Regions from separate parts of the Mus musculus genome. Here region 1 is linked to region 2. A link is a contact called in public HiChIP or PLAC-seq data. All regions are on one chromosome and are shown on one strand. The core of a region is the stretch at or near the end of the contact, and the rest is flanking DNA. Distances in the headings are between cores, read along the strand shown.

Evidence for each region. HiChIP or PLAC-seq counts read pairs in DNA pulled down with a chosen protein or histone mark.
Region 1: an H3K27ac HiChIP or PLAC-seq map of a colorectal cancer cell line shows a contact between it and region 2, with 4 times the contacts expected there. The contact joins two enhancer-like sites. A contact is called at or near these places in 2 of 115 datasets of contacts at active chromatin or transcription factors (a colorectal cancer cell line and pancreatic cancer cells).

What each region holds. Positions count from the first base shown.
Region 1 is chr5:86,781,840-86,785,297 of GRCm38.p6, forward strand. No RefSeq gene overlaps it. Among named protein-coding and RNA genes, the nearest start is that of Ythdc1, 21 kb to the right of the region's middle. Within about 2 kb of position 1,397, at least 16 of the 459 cell types and tissues checked have an H3K27ac peak or open chromatin away from gene starts, as enhancers often do. A contact at or near this core is called in a colorectal cancer cell line and pancreatic cancer cells, where this site is marked.
Region 2 is chr5:86,243,325-86,246,633 of GRCm38.p6, forward strand. All of the region lies in intron 5 of Tmprss11c (transmembrane protease, serine 11c), which reads right to left. Among named protein-coding and RNA genes, the nearest start is that of Gm25473, 8.0 kb to the left of the region's middle. Within about 2 kb of position 1,712, at least 42 of the 459 cell types and tissues checked have an H3K27ac peak or open chromatin away from gene starts, as enhancers often do. A contact at or near this core is called in a colorectal cancer cell line and pancreatic cancer cells, where this site is marked.

The DNA.
Region 1 (3,458 bases), core at 147-2,646, 540 kb after region 2:
TTCAAATATAATAAACATATGAAATACAATAAAAACATAATTTTTTACTTCCCATGAGACTATGGTAATGAAATTTTATTTTTATAGTGTAGTACTAAAAAGCACATGAACGTGAAATTTAAGATACTAACATACTAAAGTCTAAAAACACCACAAAAATGAATCGACAGATTCAAAATTGATCTTTCAACAGTGTGGAAAAATGTTCTGGGCAAGTTGCACACAAATTCACCACCATCAAATGACTTTCTGCCCTGTAGCATCCCATCCTCTGTCAGGTAAGAAAGACAGAGCTAAAAAGGTTTGGGCTAGAAAAAAAGGAAGTTCAGCTTTATCATCATAGCAATGCTATTCAATGACATGTTGGAAAATTAATTTGAGCTAGAAGTTAAGCCAGGTACAGTGACAGATGTTTAATCCCAACACTTGAAAGTCAGTTTATATACATTCAGGAAAAGCCTACCTTCAAATCTTGTTTAGGGAAACATTTTGCCAAAATAAAAAATTAACAGAGAAAAAAAATTTTTTTTCTGGTGACTGGATGAAAAAAAAAAAGAAATACAAAGAAAAGATTATGACAGGTCTGGGGTTTTGGTACCAGATGAATGAAAAGAAAAGAAAAAGAAAGAAAGAAAGAAAGAAAGAAAGAAAGAAAGAAAGAAAGAAAGAAAGAAAGAAAGAAAGAGAAAAATATGAGTGCTTCTAGGTCATGGTGGAGGAGAAAATTTATTGTAGACAAAAGGAAAAGCACAGTCGACATCAGGGACAGTTCAGAGTGGACATGACCCTTGAGCTCTGTAAGGAGAGAGGGAAGATGGAGGGGGAGAGAGCAGAACCAGGTGCTGCAGCCTGGAGGTGCAAAAGAGGAGAGGGTAACCAAAATGTCTGGATTATACAGGGAAGGGCAGCTGGGGGAAGGGCAGCCCAGCCCATGGACTGCAGAAGTTTAGGGTAGGGGGCAGAGTAATCCAGGTAGAAGGGCCCTACAAAGGTAGGGACTGAGGCATTCAGGGAAAACCTGGTGCCTGGGTTTGCTCTAATATGTCATGAAGTCACTCAGCCAGTTTATCCCTGCTTGAAACCTTGCACTGACTAATAATCAAACAAGGACTATGACTTTAGCTTTACTTTCAACTTTTTAAGCAAAAATGCCATGCTCTTCCCTTAACTTACTGTATTATGTTCTTCATGAAGAACTCCAAAGCAAAAGGCAAGCCTGCTCCAGGTGCCCCCAGGCAGTTTTCAGTGCAGAGCTGGGTCACCAAGGCTGTACTAAGGTAAAAGCCTGGATCAACGTGAAGGCAATTGGAGGGGGGGTTGGGAGGGCTGTCTCAAGCCATGAGGCCGCTCCTAGGACTCACATTTCTGTGCGTGTTACCACGCCCAGTGTCAATTTGACTCTTTTTTTCTGTGATCTAGCCAGGGCGTCACATCCTTTGTTAGTAAGTCAGTGAGTTTGATAAAGTCAAAGATAAATTCACTTTGTTTTGTTTCCTGATGTTTTAGATTTGTCCATGTTTCCAATCCACATCAATCAGCTCATAGCTGATTCATCGCAGGCGGAAGCGAGTTATTTACAGGTCTGTAACAATGTCTATGACAGGCAAGTGGCAGTTGCTAACTGATAGGTTATTTTTCTGCCGTTGGTAAAATGAGTCAATTTAAAACAGATTAGATTATATTAAAGGCTGGTTTGTGGGGAGAGTTCACTGGCCAGTCCCAAAGGACCAAGGCCAGAGAAGTCCACATGGGAAGAGGGGAGAGGAGAGAGGGGGAGAAAGGGGAGAGGGGAAGAAGAGGAAGAGGGAGAGTCGAAGGTGGGGACGGGAGAGGAGGAGGAGAAGAAGGGGGAGAGGAAGAAGGAGGTAGGAAGAGAGAGAGAGAGAGAGAGAGAGAGAGAGAGAGAGAGAGAGAGAGAGAGAGAGAGAGAATGAAAATGTCTGGATTATATAGGGAGTAACCTCCTGTGGAAGGGCAACCCAGCCCTGGGCTGGAAACAGGGTATGCCAGATAGGGACTGAGGGATGTTGGGAGAACCTAGAATCCAGGTCTGCTTTAGTATGTAAAATATGCACCCCCCGAGTCTCCTGTCCCAGATCTGAAACAAAACATTAATTTCACAAATAACAAATAAAAGCAAGCCTCCTTCTCCCTCAGTATTGACACTCAGAACAGAGTAATTTAGGGAAAGCCATGCAGGAAAAGCCACTGTTCCACACACTGTGGAATTAAGTCTAATTGCCAAACTTTCCAACCATGCTTTCACGCTGTCTCAAAATTACAACAAAAAGGCAATGTATAAATTAGTAATTGGCCACCCACATGGATTCTCTAGGAATTTGCTTGAACTAATCTCACTTACAGAAGCAGTGAGAATGCGCTGTGTGTGTGTGTGTGTGTGTGTGTGTGTGTGTGTGTGTGTGTGTGTGTGTGTTTATAATTGGGAATTTTAACTCAAAACTTTCCTATATAAAAAACATTCTGGCAATCAAAGTGGCAGGGTCAGGTTTTCACCTTCAAAGCACAGAAACAAATGGTGCAGTCACTAAAAAAAACCCAAAGCCAATAACTAGCATACCCATCATCTTACACATCATTTATTATTTCAGTGTGCTGAGAACATTCTGAATCCTCTGGACTAACCATGTGAAAATAGCCAGTAGGTTTTATTAGTTGCAGTCATCCTACTTTGTAACAACTCACTAAAACCTTCTGCTAACATTGCACAATGCAAACATGAATTAGAAGATTATACTGTACCCTGAAAATATGTGCAAGTATAAATTAAAACCAAAGTGGAAAAACGGGGGGGGGGGGGGGAGTGGTCTTTTGTAAAGCCGTAGGGCCAACTCTGAAAAAAAAAATCAAATTCCTCTTTAACTTTCTTTCATTTGTATTCTCTCTCTCTCTCTCTCTCTCTCTCTCTCTCTCTCTCTGTGTGTGTGTGTGTGTGTGTGTGTGTGTGTGTGTGTGTGTGTGTGTAGAGTCTGGTGGTTGACATTAGATGTCTTCCTCAATAGCTTCTCAACCTTGTTCTGAGACGGGCTCCTCTCATGGTATCTGGAGCTCACTGATTGAGCTATACTGTCCAGACATGGAGCCTAGGACCTATCTTTCTTCTGTCCTCTTTTATGTCCAAGTCCTGGACAAAGAAAAGAGGTGACCACTCTTTGAACAGGCAGTTAAGCCTCCCTCTTTACCTGAGGTGGACATTTTAGAAGTTGCTTGAGTTTTTCTAACCTTTTAGTTCAATTGCTAGTGTGATATGTGACTTACCCATTTCCTGGTAGCCTGGGGTTTCCATGGATCCGTAGCTGGCCTTACTTCATCAGGGAAGGACAGTTACTATGCTGGCAGTTATCACAGATGTAATGACAGTTCTAGATATGTAGACCTGTTATACTTCCAGAGTAAGAGAACTGACTAGAAACAAGATCCCTCTTCTGTTGTTCTTGCTA
Region 2 (3,309 bases), core at 462-2,961:
TGAAATGAATGTTTTGGTTAACATATGAAGACATTGGTTTCCTTGTGATATTTTCAGATACATATAACACGTACAGTTAAACTTTGTTCTTGTTCTCTCTCAATGTTCTATTCTGCCTCTCCTCATCTGGCTTTCCCTTTTTCTTCCCAACATAGGCCACGTTTCTGCTTTCTTGACATGTACTCCATTATTCTCCTTTGTTCCTATTCCCTCAACCCTTTAGAGCTCCTCCTTTTTTATAAATTTGCCACACAACACACACACACACACACACACACACACACACACACACACACACACACACACACACACACACTTTCCATCAAGGCTCCACAAATGAGAGAAGATGTATTTGTGTCTTTGCGTTTGGCTTGTTTCTCTTAACTTAATACTCGATATTGTGGCTATTTTCCTGCCGCTGTTACAATGTCATTCTTCTTCACAGAGGAACAAAATCCCCCTTTATGTAGGCATCACATTTTCTTTAGTCATCTGTTGATGAATATTTAGGCTGGTCAATATCTTGGCTTTTGTGGGCAACACTGTAATACATATGGATGTGCCAACTTAGGGCCATTTAGATGTGTGTCCATGTGTGGAACATCTGGGTCAGGTAGTAGTTTTGGTTTAGTATTAGCATTTTGTGTGTGTGTGTGAGTGTATGTGTGTGTGTGTATGTTAAGTGAATTTTTACTATACTATAAAATTTACATTCTTTGTGTGCTATGGCTCAATTGTTTGTTGTCCCATTGCCCATTTAGTTTGGATCAAAAGGGTTTAACTTGGCAATAAGACATAGTTTAAAATTTTCTTCTCATTCCTGGATAGATTTGGAAAAGAATCATTTATAACAGATAGTTTTGCTATGCAGCCCATTTGTGAACAGAATCTCAAATTTTCTCAATTGATGTGGGAAAAGAGGAGAGGGAGAAAATAAATGAGTCACATGTCAAATCTCATATGTAGAAAACTGTCACTTCATTAGCCAGTTTTACTTAAAGAGTTCAAAAAGGCATTATCAACTGTACGATAAGGTAAACACTATAAATGTCTATGCTGATTCATTTGATGTTCTTGATTTCTACAAATCCAGGAAGAAGTGTCCAAACTCCATGTCCATTACACTTGCCATTTTACAGTTGGTTGCACAATAAATCAGAAAGACAAAAGAATCCTTTACCAGATGCTGACCTGTCTAAATGAAAGGCAAAGGCACTTAGCAGTCAGCTGGGCTAGAGAAGAAAGGGGCCACGCCTACGTGAGGAGATGTCTTACTGCTATTTTCCAGAGGTTGTTTTGTGTTTGACATGGTATATATAGTTTAGTTTTGAATTTTTGATGCTTGGCAACTTATAAAATCATATTGAAATTTTTAGAAAGAAACTTAAATGGACTGGACAATTATTGTCATAATCTTAATTGATAGTTCTAAAACTCCATGGTATTTGTGTGTTTTCTTTTCTTGAGGTTTTCTTTATTATTGTGTTCCTTGCCAAAGAAAACAAATGTATTAGATATGTAGTTTGCTTTTTAAAGGTGGTGCTGTTCCATAGCTTAACAGAGAATAGTTACTATAACTTCCATGTGTGGATGGCCAGCTACAATGAATTGAGAAACGACTTAAGCCAGTTTCTTTTCAGACTGAGTCACAGTGGTGGCTGTCTGCATTTCCTACCTTTTAAGTCTTCTGACTCACACTCAGAGGTTGGAAGTTTTGTGGCTTGACCTCCCAACCACAACTTCAGCATGGTAACCTAAGAGACTCTGTTTACTGTGGACTGCATTGAGGAAGTCATAAAAAACAATAGTTCTGTCTCTGCCAAGGAAGATGTGGATCAAAGGATGGTAAGAGTCCTGGGAGTGGTGGCTCACAGCTGTAATTCCAGTACTCCATGGCTAAGGGATGAGTGAAGCTGAGGCCAGACCAGTTTATAGGACAGGAAAACTAAAAACTCAGACAGCCCAGCAAACAGGCATTGGTCTTCTCCAAGGGCTTAAGTTATCAAAGTACAGACATGGATTTATCCTCAGTGAATCAAACATTCATAATTAACTTAAAATTAATGTCTAGCTCTGTCCAGTTTCCTGTGTTTGGCTTTATGGCTGACCTGTAGATGATTGAATGCACCACCAAACGTTAAGCAAAAGGGGAGGATTTGAATGGCTGACAAAATATTCTTTTGGGAAGGAGTTGAGGAATTTATTTTAAGGCCAGAGATATATAGGTATGATATGGTTGGAGGTTGAATATTAGATTTGAAACATATTCTCTAATTAATATTGTAGAACATCCTTCTCTAGTGTTCATGGTTGGAAAGCATGAGAAGCAAGTTTGGATGGACTGGAGGATTCCTGTCCTGGGCTTGGTGGTGCCTCCTTTTTAAAATCTAACACTGAGTTGACAGAGGGGCTGGATTTCTGTGAGTTTGAGGTTAGCCTGGTACATGAAGCAAGTTCCAGGCCAGCCAAGATTACAGTGTCCTGGATGGTGGTGGCACACACCTTTAATCCCAGCACTTGGGAGGCAGAGGGAGGCAGATTTCTGAGTTCGAGGCCAGCCTGGTCTACAAAGTGAGTTCCAGGACAGCCAGGGCTATACAAAGAAACCCTGTCTCGAAAAAACAAAAACAAACAAAAATTACATAGTGAGATTATGTCTCAAGGAAGAACAAGGAGGAGGGGGACAGAGAGGGAAAGGGAGGAGGAGGGGAGAGGAGGAAGAGGAGGAAGATGAGGAGGAGGAGGAGGAGGAGGAGGAGGAGGAGGAGGAGGAAGAGCTCTCACTTTATACCCTTATACTCTTTAACCCTAGCTTGTGCATTAGTGAATGAGTTCCAAGCCAAGAGAACGACATAGAAAGATCTATCTCAATAAAGCAAGCAAGCAAGCAAGCAAGCAAGCAAGCAAGCAAGCAAGCAAGCAAGCAAACAAACAATAGCTAGATAAAGATTTATAAAAGGAAGACTCCTCTACAATCTGATTTCTAGCAAACTTCTTTCCTTGGGAGAAAAAAATCTGAAGCAAATTGTAAAATTCTAAGAACAAGGAATAACTTTACTTTTTTACAGTAGTAGCAGGCTCATTCATAACATTAATTATATAGATTTATAATTATAGAATAATATATATTAATTATATATATTAATTATATAGACTTTAATGATATTTATGTAAATTTGTTACTCTACATGAATCCACATTCTAAATAAGCTGAGTAATTCTAACTTTTAGATTCATTTCTTGGGTTTTCTACGTAGAAGCATTCAGCCATACTCTCTTAGGGACATTTAAAAATGTCCAACTGTCCAA